Linked DNA regions of Mus musculus: regions 1 and 2 are each linked to region 3. A link is a contact called in public Hi-C and promoter capture Hi-C data. All regions are on one chromosome and are shown on one strand. Each heading gives the region's core, a stretch centred on a gene start, on an enhancer-like site or on the middle of the called end of the contact. The rest is flanking DNA. Distances are from core to core; before and after follow the strand shown. Region 1 overlaps Mm2pr (macrophage M2 polarization regulator). Region 2 has its middle 8.1 kb from the start of Gm38753. Region 3 overlaps Alox5ap (arachidonate 5-lipoxygenase activating protein).

The links. Hi-C and Micro-C count contacts between places; a contact is called where the count stands out from the background. Capture Hi-C pulls out chosen DNA fragments and counts their contacts.
Region 1: a promoter capture Hi-C map of pancreatic islet shows a contact between it and region 3. The contact joins two enhancer-like sites. A contact is called at or near these places in 1 of 484 Hi-C or Micro-C datasets (uterus) and 3 of 9 other capture datasets (adipose tissue, liver and pancreatic islet).
Region 2: a contact with region 3 is called in a Hi-C map of cerebral cortex, with 4 times the contacts expected there. The contact joins two enhancer-like sites. A contact is called at or near these places in 6 of 484 Hi-C or Micro-C datasets (the G1E-ER4 cell line, the N1E-115 cell line, cardiomyocytes and 3 more), 3 of 115 datasets of contacts at active chromatin or transcription factors (double positive thymocytes and embryonic stem cells) and 3 of 9 other capture datasets (adipose tissue, liver and pancreatic islet).

Annotation. Positions count from the first base shown.
Region 1 is chr5:149,158,842-149,162,531 of GRCm38.p6, reverse strand. The region is part of intron 1 of Mm2pr (macrophage M2 polarization regulator); the gene reads left to right. Among named protein-coding and RNA genes, the nearest start is that of Gm42788, 16 kb to the right of the region's middle. Within about 2 kb of position 1,806, at least 15 of the 459 cell types and tissues checked have an H3K27ac peak or open chromatin away from gene starts, as enhancers often do. A contact at or near this core is called in pancreatic islet, where this site is marked.
Region 2 is chr5:149,373,720-149,377,629 of GRCm38.p6, reverse strand. It overlaps a transcript of Medag not described here. Among named protein-coding and RNA genes, the nearest start is that of Gm38753, 8.1 kb to the right of the region's middle. Within about 2 kb of position 1,594, at least 94 of the 459 cell types and tissues checked have an H3K27ac peak or open chromatin away from gene starts, as enhancers often do. A contact at or near this core is called in cerebral cortex, where this site is marked.
Region 3 is chr5:149,286,312-149,290,017 of GRCm38.p6, reverse strand. It overlaps Alox5ap (arachidonate 5-lipoxygenase activating protein), which reads right to left. Exons shown (of 5, transcript NM_009663.2): 5 at 1,865-2,446. The coding sequence ends at 2,284. Among named protein-coding and RNA genes, the nearest start is that of Alox5ap, 23 kb to the right of the region's middle. Within about 2 kb of position 2,242, at least 40 of the 459 cell types and tissues checked have an H3K27ac peak or open chromatin away from gene starts, as enhancers often do. A contact at or near this core is called in cerebral cortex and pancreatic islet, where this site is marked.

The DNA.
Region 1 (3,690 bases), core at 557-3,056, 130 kb after region 3:
CAGAGCTGAGAGTTCTACATCTTGTTCCGAAGGCAGGCAGAAGAAGACTGGCTTCTAAGAAGCTAGGATGAGGGTCTTAAAGCCCACACCCACAGTGACACACCTACTCCAACAAAACCACACCTCCTAATGGTGCCCCCTCCCGGGGCCAAGCAGATACAAACCATCACTCTGCTGCTCAAGAGTGGCAACCTGAGTTCAGTCCCTAGGACTCATGTAAGGGAGGAGAGAACTGACCCCACAGAGCTGACCCAGGTCTCCACACACACACAGGCCAGGGAACCTGCATGCCCTGACACACACATCACCCATGGGAGGAGAGAACTGACCCCACAGAGCTGACCCAGGTCTCCACACACACACAGGCCAGGGAACCTGCATGCCCTGACACACACATCACCCATGGGAGGAGAGAACTGACCCCACAGAGCTGACCCAGGTCTCCACATACAAGCCAGGGAACCTGCATGCCCTGACACACACATCACCAACGTGCATTCAATGATAACTAGTTAATTAGATAATTAAATTTAGAATTCACAGTTGTGGCTTGGATGGTGAGCTTGTAGCTAACTGAAGCCCTGAGCTGTGTACAAGGTCAACAGTGTCCCCATGCAGCTGGAGTAGACCTCTGGCCTTACTTTTATCCCCATCTTACAAATAAGGAAATTGAGATTTAGAAAATCTAACTTTCTCTAAAATCTCTAGAGTCATAAATGAATGAACAGGTTTTGCTGGGCAGTGATGGCTCACACCTTTACTACCAGCACTTGGGTAGCAGAGACAGGCCGATCTCTTGAGTTCGAGGCCAGCCTCTCTACAGAGTGAGTTCCAGACAGCCAGGGCTACACAGAGAAACCCTGTCTCAAGCAACAACAACCAAAGGGCAGGTTTCTCAGCTTGAACTCTTGATCCTAAATCTAAGTATTTTTAATTTAAAAACTAGTTATTTTAGTCTGAGGTTAAAACGATGGCCTTGGTGTGCCTAGAGGTGCGTGTTGCATTATAGGAGCATAAATACAAGACACTCTCCCCATCCTCCCTCAGAGTATAAATAAAAGAAGGAAGGAACTGGCTGCAGCGGCCCATATGTGTAATCTACCACTTGCTGGACTGGATCATGGGTTCAAGGCCAGACTGAGCAAGCTGGAGCAAACCTGGGCAACGTACCATAATATCCTAGTTAGAAAAAAACGAACGCACAACAAGGAAAGAAGGAAGATGGGGCAATGCCAGGCAGGACTTCAAGGACCACCTGAAGTATTAGACGCTGTGGAGTGAGTGTGCAATAGAAATACAGAGGCCTGGCTTTAACCACGCATGCATCATGGACTATATCTCTCTGGTCATTATGAACCAAGTGGGGCTGGAGATGGAACTCACTGCAGAGCACAGATGTGCCCACGTTCACATCTGTGGTTCAGCTTCCAGCCCTCAAAATAAAAGGTAGCCAGGGTTGGGGCCAGATATAGTGGCACCATTTAAAACCTAAACTCTTCTCTCACTGGGGCCACTCAGTCGTGTCTGTCTGGATGACAGGCGGTTCATCCCATACAAGCATATCTGCTTTGATGTGGTTGTTGGGCATCTGCGACATACCTGCCACAGTGGAGCTTGGATGGTAGGTAGTAGTGTTTAGAAGTGGATTCAGTTCTGGGTGGCAGAAAACCGTGACTCCCATTGGCTTACCAAGCTGGAAATTTGCATTCCAGGCACCCGGATGGAGACAGGCTTGGGGGAATATCCTCCTGTGCATTTGGGCAGGTATTATGAAGGTATCACATGGTACTTCCACTTGCTGTCCTTAGTCAGAACTTAGTGACTCAGCTAAACCTCCATCCTCAGCAGCCATGACCCAGATAGAAATGTTACAGTGTAAGATGGGAAAATCCCTTGCTAATCATTATATTATCAAGGTCACAGGGCTGTGGTTTCCTGGAGACTAATACTGATTTGGTTTATTGTTTTTACAAAGAAATAATCATAAGTGGGTCACAAAGGACAGCCCTCGTTTAAAACGAGAAGAGCTGCCCTGTTCCTGCCACAGGAGTATTACAAGATAGGGGAGGTACTTCTTCTTCTGAACTCTGAACTCAGCTCCTGTTAGCATTCTCACCATGTGAAGAGCAACACAAGAGCTGGCCACAGAATTAGGGGGTGGGGGTCTGAAAAGTTGCATGTTTCTGGGAGAAAGTCACAAAGCACCTGGGATAGCTTCTGTGATCTGAGCAGGTGACACTGGATTTGGCAACACAGATGTCACTGCTAGGCGGCATAAAAGCAGTATTAGTGGTAAATCACTGAGAGCTGGCGTTGGGTTGGAGCGGGCTCCGAAGGTGAGTGGTTGAGGAGGCGGCAGCTATGAGGGGCTCTGCTGTCTGGGGAAGGTAGGAGGGACACCCGAACACAGTGTCTGCCTCTGGGGCTGAAGGGGGTGGCATGTTTCCATCCAGGTGCTAACAGAGAGACTGGAGAGTTGGATGGCTTAGTGGTTAAGAGCACTGGCTGGGGCTGGGCGTGGTGGCGCACGCCTTTAATCCCAGCACTCGGGAGGCAGAGGCAGGAGAATTTCTGAGTTCGAGGCCAGCCTGATCTACAGCGTGAGTTCCAGGACAGCCAGGGCTATACAGAGAAACCCTGTCTCGAAAAACCAAAAAAAAAAAAAAACACCGGCTGGTGTTACAGAGCACCTAGGTTCAATTCCCAGCACTCAAATGGCATTTACAGCTATCTGTAACTCCAGTTCTAGGAAAGTTGACACCCTCATACAGACATACATGCAGGCAAAACACCGATGCACATGAAGTAAAACTAAGTACGTTAAAAAAAAGATATGGAGGAGAGACTGGGTTTAAACTTCCAACAATACATTGCTTTTTACTTGTGGGAAAGAGTTTACTCTGTTTACCGATACACATTGCCAGAGAAGTTTGTATGCATTGGAAACATTTTTAGAAGCTATCTAGTTGCTAAAAAGCTTTCCAAAAAAGAAATATTTCAATAAAATAATAACTGTAGAAAGATCAGTCCTTAATTACATGGGTATGTGAAACATGGCATAGCTAGTCGGTGAATGCATTCCTTGAGTATCTCCTGTCCAGCACCATCCGAGGCCTGAAACACCAGTGAAAACAGGAGGGTTCGCTGTAGGAGATGAAGGGGAGGCCGCTTCTGTTACTGAAAAGTCCTGTGAGCCATATCTGAGTGCCAGGATAACACTAGAAGCACTTGTGGTGACCTTTAGCTTGGATGGAATGGGTTCAAGTTGGAAAGAAGAAGAAGTACAAAGGTCCCCGGGCAAAGGATTGTGTCTGTCAGGTAACAGGAGTGTCGGGAGGCTGGGGTGGCTGAACAGTTATCCAGGAATAGCATGGGAGGAGGTGGGCAGAGCGTGCTGGCAGATCAGTCCTAAGGCCTGTGATTTAGGGCCTTCCCTAAAGGGTATTGGATTTGTTTTGGGTTTGTTTTTTCAAATGAGAATTTACTGAAGGGTTTAATCAAGGTCGGGGCATCACTGGGTTTCTACCTAGAGAGTCGGTCTGGATATTCTGTGGGACATAAGGATGGCTCAAGGTGAAGCATCTAAATTCGAATGATAAGTAGCTAGAGAACTTGACAGCAACAATAGTGGGGACCAGTTAGGTCCTACACTCAAGAGGTGACACTGGAGAGGCTGGAGAGATGGCTCAG
Region 2 (3,910 bases), core at 345-2,844, 88 kb before region 3:
CTTGCTTCTTCCCACTGACAACCCCCAACCCCCACTCCCAACACTGAGGGAAGTGTTCACTTCCGCCTAATGAGAGATCCAGAGCAGGAGGGGAGTGTGGTGTGGAGGATAAAGCCCAATCTACTGTTTATTCTGGCGCTAATCACAAGTGGTTTACAGAAAAATGCCCTCATTTGCTTCCAGCAGCTCCAGCCTCTCAGCCATGTGAAAGCTGTCTTCAGAGTCAATTGCCTGTCATTTTACTGATTTATGTTGAACAACGGCAAGGACCCCTCGAGGTATTCGTAGCTGGCTTGATGATTCACAGCGTATAAAGTGACACTGGGCAGTGTGCTTTGGTTCAAATTCCATCAAGATGGAATTTAAATTCCCTCCACTGTGTGTTCGCTGGGGAAATGCTTTGATGAGCAGGACCATTGAGCCTTAAAAGAAGGAGCAAGAGCAACCTGGGCTTCTTCAAATGGTGGCAGAGGCTGAGCCACATCTTCTTTTAGCCCTGGGATGTAAAAATGATACTCGAAGTGTTTAAAACAGCCATCATAGATGAGTTTCCCCAAGGAACGCCGATGAATGACAAAGGACAAAACCCATCCTGTAAGGTCGAAGGACCTGGGGATTCCCCTACTTGTTCAGATTCCTGCTTGTCAATGAACAGTATCTGATTTCCTTGGAACCTTCTAACAGGAAATTCCCTTTAAAAATGTAACTCTTGAAGGAATGGCCTGCTCAATTATTAACCCATTATAATGATTGTCTTCACTTCGGTGTTTCAAATAGTACAGATTTGCTTCCATGCCAGTACCCACACCCCATCCCCTCCAACCCCCCACACACTCACTGTCTGTCCTGAAGCACTAGAAGCCTCCACGTCTTTAGGAGTTACTCTCCCTCTTGGGTCCCGAGAGTCCCCACATGCTAGAAGATTCTTCCATGCTTCTCCCAGGATTCCTGAGCTACAACCCTGAAAACAGACAAGATGGAAGTGGATGCTTGTTTGTTCATTCGTTTGTTTCTTTGTTCATTTTTAAGTCCCCCCTTAAATCAACAAGAAGTCACACAGATGATTTAAGGATAGCCAACTGCTTTCTCCTGCATTTCTCAGATAACAAATTCATACAATGTTTCAACTGAAGATAGACTTTGAGCTCTGACTCGGCCCACAAAGTGAGGAAACCGAGGCACAGGGACTTCCCGAGCTCAACTGAGCCCCGGGATCCTTAAGGATCCAGTCACAAGCCAGACTGAGCTGTCCAAATGAAGGCCGGTTCCAATCTCATCTTACCCACATCTCTAGCTTGGGGGTGGGGGGCGAGGGGGGGTGGGGTGGGGAGTTGGAGGGGGGTGGAGGGGAGGTGGGGACTGCTCAATCCGACCCGTTCATTACTTTTAATTCCTCTCTCAGGCTCCAGTTCCCCCGCCCCTTTTCCCTGTCCCCTGCCCTATTTAGGCGTTTCCAAACTGGCTATGGTCTTTGTGCTCCTGATTTTTTAACTCCTTGCCTTTGAGCTGGGGCAGCTAGATTGAACTAGAGTCCCGGTGCCCTTGATGTGTGCTGTCTTACCTCATCACGCCACTAGGTGGCAGTGTTTCAGAGCAGTCCTGAGCCCTGCAACGTGGCTCTGGGCTGGGCCCGGGTTCTTTCCAGCACAAACAACAGTGAGCTAGCAGGCAGAGCACATATTCGCTGTCGTGCTTGGGAAAAGATGAGCATTCAATATTATGGTAACGAGGAACAGAGGTCTGCAACCTGTCCGCGTGCTTTCAGAGCCTGCTTTATCCACAAGGCTGACATCTGCCGTCACCTTCACAAAGGAATCTCAAGTGGGGAAAGCTGTTTGGGAGGTGCCCTTGAAACGAATTACTGTCACCTTCTGCCCTCTTCGGTTTTTTTTTTTTTCAGCCCACCATTGGGCCCCGATTTCATCCACAAAAAAGCATCAAGCAAAGAAGAAGAAAGGCAATCCCTGGGGCATTATGTGTGTGCTGGACAGGATAGTAATGGTGCAATCCTTCTAATGGCTTTGGTCACTGCAGGATGCTAGCTATTAGAAGGAGCCGTTTTAAGGGAGGAGGAGGGAATGGGGGGACGGTAGGGATATCTGCTGATTACAGTGCGGTCAGGAACAGAAAGTCCATTTAAAGGAACACAGGCATAAAGCTGGACAAAGGGGCGTTGTTTGTGGGCTTAAGGTATATTTAGGGCTTACAGTGTAGCATCTGAATTATTCGTATAGCTCAAACTCTAAGTGCAATGTCTATGATGGGAGACCATTCCAAGAGCTACTTGGCTCCACCCCTTTGTTAGGAAGTCCCTCAGGGAACTATCAGGAATGTGCCCTGAAATCCTTTACCCATTTACATCAGGGTCAATGGAAGACAAGCCAGATGTTTTCCTTTCAAACAGGTGAGAGCCGGATCAAAACTGTGAGGGGCGTGTTTGATTGCCTCGGCTTCTGCTCCAGTCTCCCCATCCCAGCCTCCATGTAAGAGACAGTCCTCAAATCCCACTGGTGGGCCAATCCCTCTTGCTTTACCCTCATTCCTTACTCTGTACTTTGCAACCCCTTACTGGCCTGACACTAAAATGAAGAAACTCCAGTCTTTCCCCAAGTATGACCCATTAGGAAATGAATGAAGTTCTCTCCACTTAAGAAAGCTGGGGCTGGCCTTCCGGGGACTCAGAATGGAGATAAAATGGGGCTTCCCCTCCAGCCAGGCTCTGGCTCAACAGGTAGCAACTGTTGCTCTATGTGTGGATTTTATACCCCGGCTTAAGGAGAAGAAAGATGTCAGTTGCTTAGATACCAGTGCATCCTATCATCAAGCAAAACGTCTGTCTCCTGAACTGAGAGTGCATATAACCCTGAGGAGAGAGAATTCCCGAACACAAAGCGGGGAACACTGGATGCTCTGTGGTGGGATCGAAACCCACACATGGGTGATGCTGATGTGCAGAGAGAGGCACGTGAGGTTACAGAAGCCATCATAGGACGTCTGAATGTGAGACCTCGGAGAAAGAGAGTAGTTTTAGGCACGGGGAAGGCAGGAGTTGTCTGAAGGATGGCCTCATGACCAGGCACAGGGGACAAGAACATATGTAAGGCTATTTACAAAGAAAGCCAGCATGCTTGCCTGTGAAGAGCACGGGGAGTGGGGAGCTCCGTAAAGAAAGGGGGTGAGACAACCAGTAAAGATCTGATCTAAAGAAGAACTAACAACCCACTGAAGTGAGACAGGTCATATTCAGTGCATTTACCTAGGGTAAGGCAGGAAGAGCCCCGGCCCTGCCTCGAAGAGGAACAACCACACAGCCAGACTCCACGGAGATGAGTGAGTCACGCAGAACCTGCCGATTTTAGAAATGAGGTCAGCAGACCAGGAGGCAGCTGCTGTTGACAAGACAGGTCATTCAGTTCCAAGAATAAGGACCATGCTATACCCCAGGGCACCACGAGGGTAGCACCTGGTCAGGAGGGAGGAGGAAGAAGGGTACAGGGCGTCACTGGGCATTGTGGGAGGGAGTGGTCATGGAAGAGTAAGCAGGCTCAGCTTAGGTGAAAATTATGCTTCTTAAGTCTGGGCTCTAGGGACTACCCTGAGCTGGGTACCTGGACTAGCAGTGATGGAGGAAGGTGGAGTGTACCTGTGAGAAAGAGAAGTCAGGAAAGGAGGTGGGCAGGGCAGGGGCTCTGGTTGGTTTACATCTGAGAGCCATGCTGGAGTGGGAGAGGAGAGGCAATTAGCTACTTCCCCTACGACTTCCCCCTCCAGAGTCAGTCAGGAAGGCCCCCAGATGTCCCCCCTCCAGAGTCAGTCAGGAAGGCCCTCAGATGTCCCCCCCTCCAGAGTCAGTCAGTAAGGTATCCAGATGTCCCCCCTCCAGAGTCAGTCAGGAAGGCCCCCAGATGTC
Region 3 (3,706 bases), core at 993-3,492:
AGTTTACAAGGATGAAACTGTCACATTTGCAGGAACAAGGATTCAACTAGAGTAACATAAGCCAAATCAGGAAGACAATAGCATGTGTTTTCTCCGATAAACGGTTATAGATGTGTGTGCATGTGTGCACACATACATATGTCTGTGTGTGTGTGTGCATGTGGGGGGGTCTGTGTGTGTGCATGTCTCTGTATGTGCCTGTGTGTGTGTGCATGTGCACATGTGTATATGTGTATGTGTGTGTTTGTGTGTGCACATAATGCACACATGTATGTGTCTGGGTGTATATGTCTGTGTGTGTCTGTGCACATGCATGTGCACATATGTCTGTGTGTGTGTATCTGGGTTGTGTGTGTGCGCGTGAGTCTGTGTGTGTGTTTGTCTCTGTGTGTGCACATGTCTGTGTGCCATCTATGTGTGTGTCTGTGAACACACATGTGCATGTGTGCATGTATGTGTGTATCTCTGTGTGTGCATGTATGTGTCTATGTGTCTGTCAGTGTGTGTATGCATGTGTGTGTGCAACGAGAAAATAGATATGCAATTGTGAGAGGGAGGAGGTAGAAAGGAAGGATAGACAAGAGGGACAAGGAGATCTATGTGACAAGAATGCAAAGGGAGACTTTTGGGGACAAAGAAAATCAGCAAGAAGGACAAAGAAATGACAGAGAATGGAGGTCAGGATAAAAACCAGGCATGGCAATGTATATGTATGAAAGGCTCACAAAGACCCATTTGTAGACAAACTAACTTGGTTATTGGTTGGTTCTGGAACCAACCAAGCCACCAGGCTCTCCTGTGAGGGATTTTCCTGATTGGGTCATTTGTGGTGGGAAGACCCACATACAAGGACATGGAAAACAGAAGCTTTTGCCTTTTGCCTGCTTGCTCTCACTCATGCTGACAAGCTCATCTATCTCATGGCTGTGGCATCCCTTTTGGTAGTAGAACTGGCTTCTTTGGGATTCCAATGTAGACTGAAGACCAGCAACTCTCCAGGAATTCTCCAGGCCTTCAGCACCAGCTTGGGGCTGCTGAGACATCCAGCCTTCTGGACTGAGCGACTACAAATTCCAATGTGAGACAGCCACCAGATACAATTTAGTAAGCTCACCAACTATATATATGGCATATATATGATATATATATATATATGCATGTATATATATACACACATATATATCTTATAAATATATTTATATTTATGAAATAAATTTATAAAATAAATACATGTTATAGAAAATATATAACATATAGTAATAAATATATTTATATATCATATAAATATATTATATATTTACATATTGAAATAAAATGTGTATATAAAATAATAAATTTAAATATGATATATATTTAGTACTAAATTATATATATATATAATTTATAGATGTGTGTGCATGTGCATTATATATATATATATGTGTGTGTGTGTGTATATATATATATATATATATACATATAAAATCAGTGCTGCCCCTTCAAGAGAACTCTAATATACTATCCCCCCAAAATTAAGTTATATAAGGAAAATCAAACTGAGCTCACTGTGCATGGCCCCAAAAGAACACCTTTCCTGTTAGCTGCCTTGGACATTTGACTACACCCATGTCTTCCAAGATTCCCTCTTTGTCCCAAAGACACCTAGCTGACAGCATTAGAAATCTGTTCATTGACTATAGCCAGCAAGTGACCTGTGAATCCATTTTGTCATGTTTGTTTGGTGGCCTGGCATTATCTTCAACTCTTAGAGCACATTGTAAGCTGCATGATGCAGTAATATTGGGCATGATCCTAGTGAATTAAGATCCCAACCTAATCCAAATATGGGACGGGGAAGGTACTCAGTCAATAAAAGACTCTTGAAGACGTTAGCGTCCATATATGGAAATTGTGATTTTAATTATCATCATGTAGGTTGAAGAAACACTAATAGCTAATACAGAAATATCACCCCAATCTGAGCCATGGGCTTAAATTTTGTCTATACCCTTTATTTTAGGAAAACACGTGTCTGATTACAAGACATCTTCAGAAAGCAGGATAAGCCAGGAGAAGTATAGGCTGGATGTAGACAATAAATCCTGGGCCACCGCCGCATTCGAGGGGTGGAGCTAGCACAAGACATTTTTCTTCCCGGAAAAGCAAAGTTAACGGATGCCACAGAGCCCCGAGGGCAGCAAGATTGACAGCATCTACAGCTTGAAGAGGAGCAGAAGCCTTCGCGGCGTTGCGTTATGATGCGTCTCTATTGATCTGGTGAGCGTCCTTCTCTGTCTCCAGCAATCAGGGGATGAGAAGCAGCGGGGAGATCGTCGTGCTTACCGTTCTGATGTAGTTCTCAAAGTCGCTTCCGAAGAAGAAGATGAGGTAATGGTTGAGTATCCCGGCGAAGGACATGAGGAACAGGAACAGGATGATCCGCTTGCCGAAGATGTAGCCAGGGGTGCTGCGAGAGAAGGGAGGGGGCCGTAGATGCATCACAAACGACACCCAGTTCACCCAGTGACGCCGCCACTTCCAGACACGGGGCGTTAAATTATTCCGCGTTTACTCGCTCTATTTACCCACTTACTTCATAGCAAGGATGGGCACGACCCTCCTGTAATTAAGCACTGCGCATGCTTCAAAGCCAGGTGAAGGAGCCCGCCTTCCAGCCTGCCATCCTTTGGGCTCAGTGGCTCTGGCTTCCCTGAGTTCTCTTTTTGTCCTTAACTCCAGGTGACAGAAGGCTGGCAAGGCCTAACTGCGCTCAGAGAGTCGGACTGAGGCTCGGGAGCACCGTGGACTCATTAAGCCCTCTACAGGGTGTTCCCTGTCAGGAGCGCCTCTAAGGCTCTCACTGGAGGCTGGGGTGTAATGAACATTGTGCTCAGGAGATGGTTTAAATACACCGGTGAAGGTGCTTCCGCCCTCGAGGGTTCAACCTTTCCCTCCTGAGGTTGCCTGGGAAGAAGTCAGGTTGGCCCTAATGAGAGACAAGTACCCAGCGATGGAAACACATCCCAGAGGAGTGAAAGAAGTTTTAATCTCCCTTTCTCATCCCCTCCCCTCCCCTTCCGTCCCCTCTCCTCCTCTCCCCTTCCCTTCCCTCCTCTCCCCTCCTTTCTCTCCCCTCCCCTTTCCATCCTAAATATTTTACACAGAGCATCATCATTTGGAGATAGGAGGAGATTCCTCATGAGAAGTGACTGTCTAATGGCGTGCCAAGGCTACCCATGTCCTCTGTCCCTCTGCAAGACCCTTGGCTGCTGGGCCTGGGCCCATCTGAGTGGCGCTGACATGTCTGGAATAGCCAGTGAAACGGTTTGTCAAGATAAGATTTCAGTAATGAACCAGCAATGGCATGGGGCAATCAGCCCTGATTTGGAGCTTAGAGCAAAACCAGCGGGACAGGTGAGCTCCAGCTGACACAGGCTGTTTCAAACTGTCACAGAGGGCACCAAAGCCAGCGTCCTGCAGTCCCACATTGCCTTACCAGAAATTTTAACTAGTTGAAAGGAACCCCAGAGGCTCTCAACTCTCATAGCAAGCAAGTATTTGCTCAGCTGTTGGGTACCAACCTCCTCGCTACTCTGTCATCCGCAGACTAAGAGCATCAGCGTGTGGTGGGAGCCTAGCAGAAGCCCAATCCCCCAGTCCTTCTCAAAGCAGGATGAAGCCCGCTGCATTCAACAAGCTCCCTGTGTGACACACGGACAATGGAAGC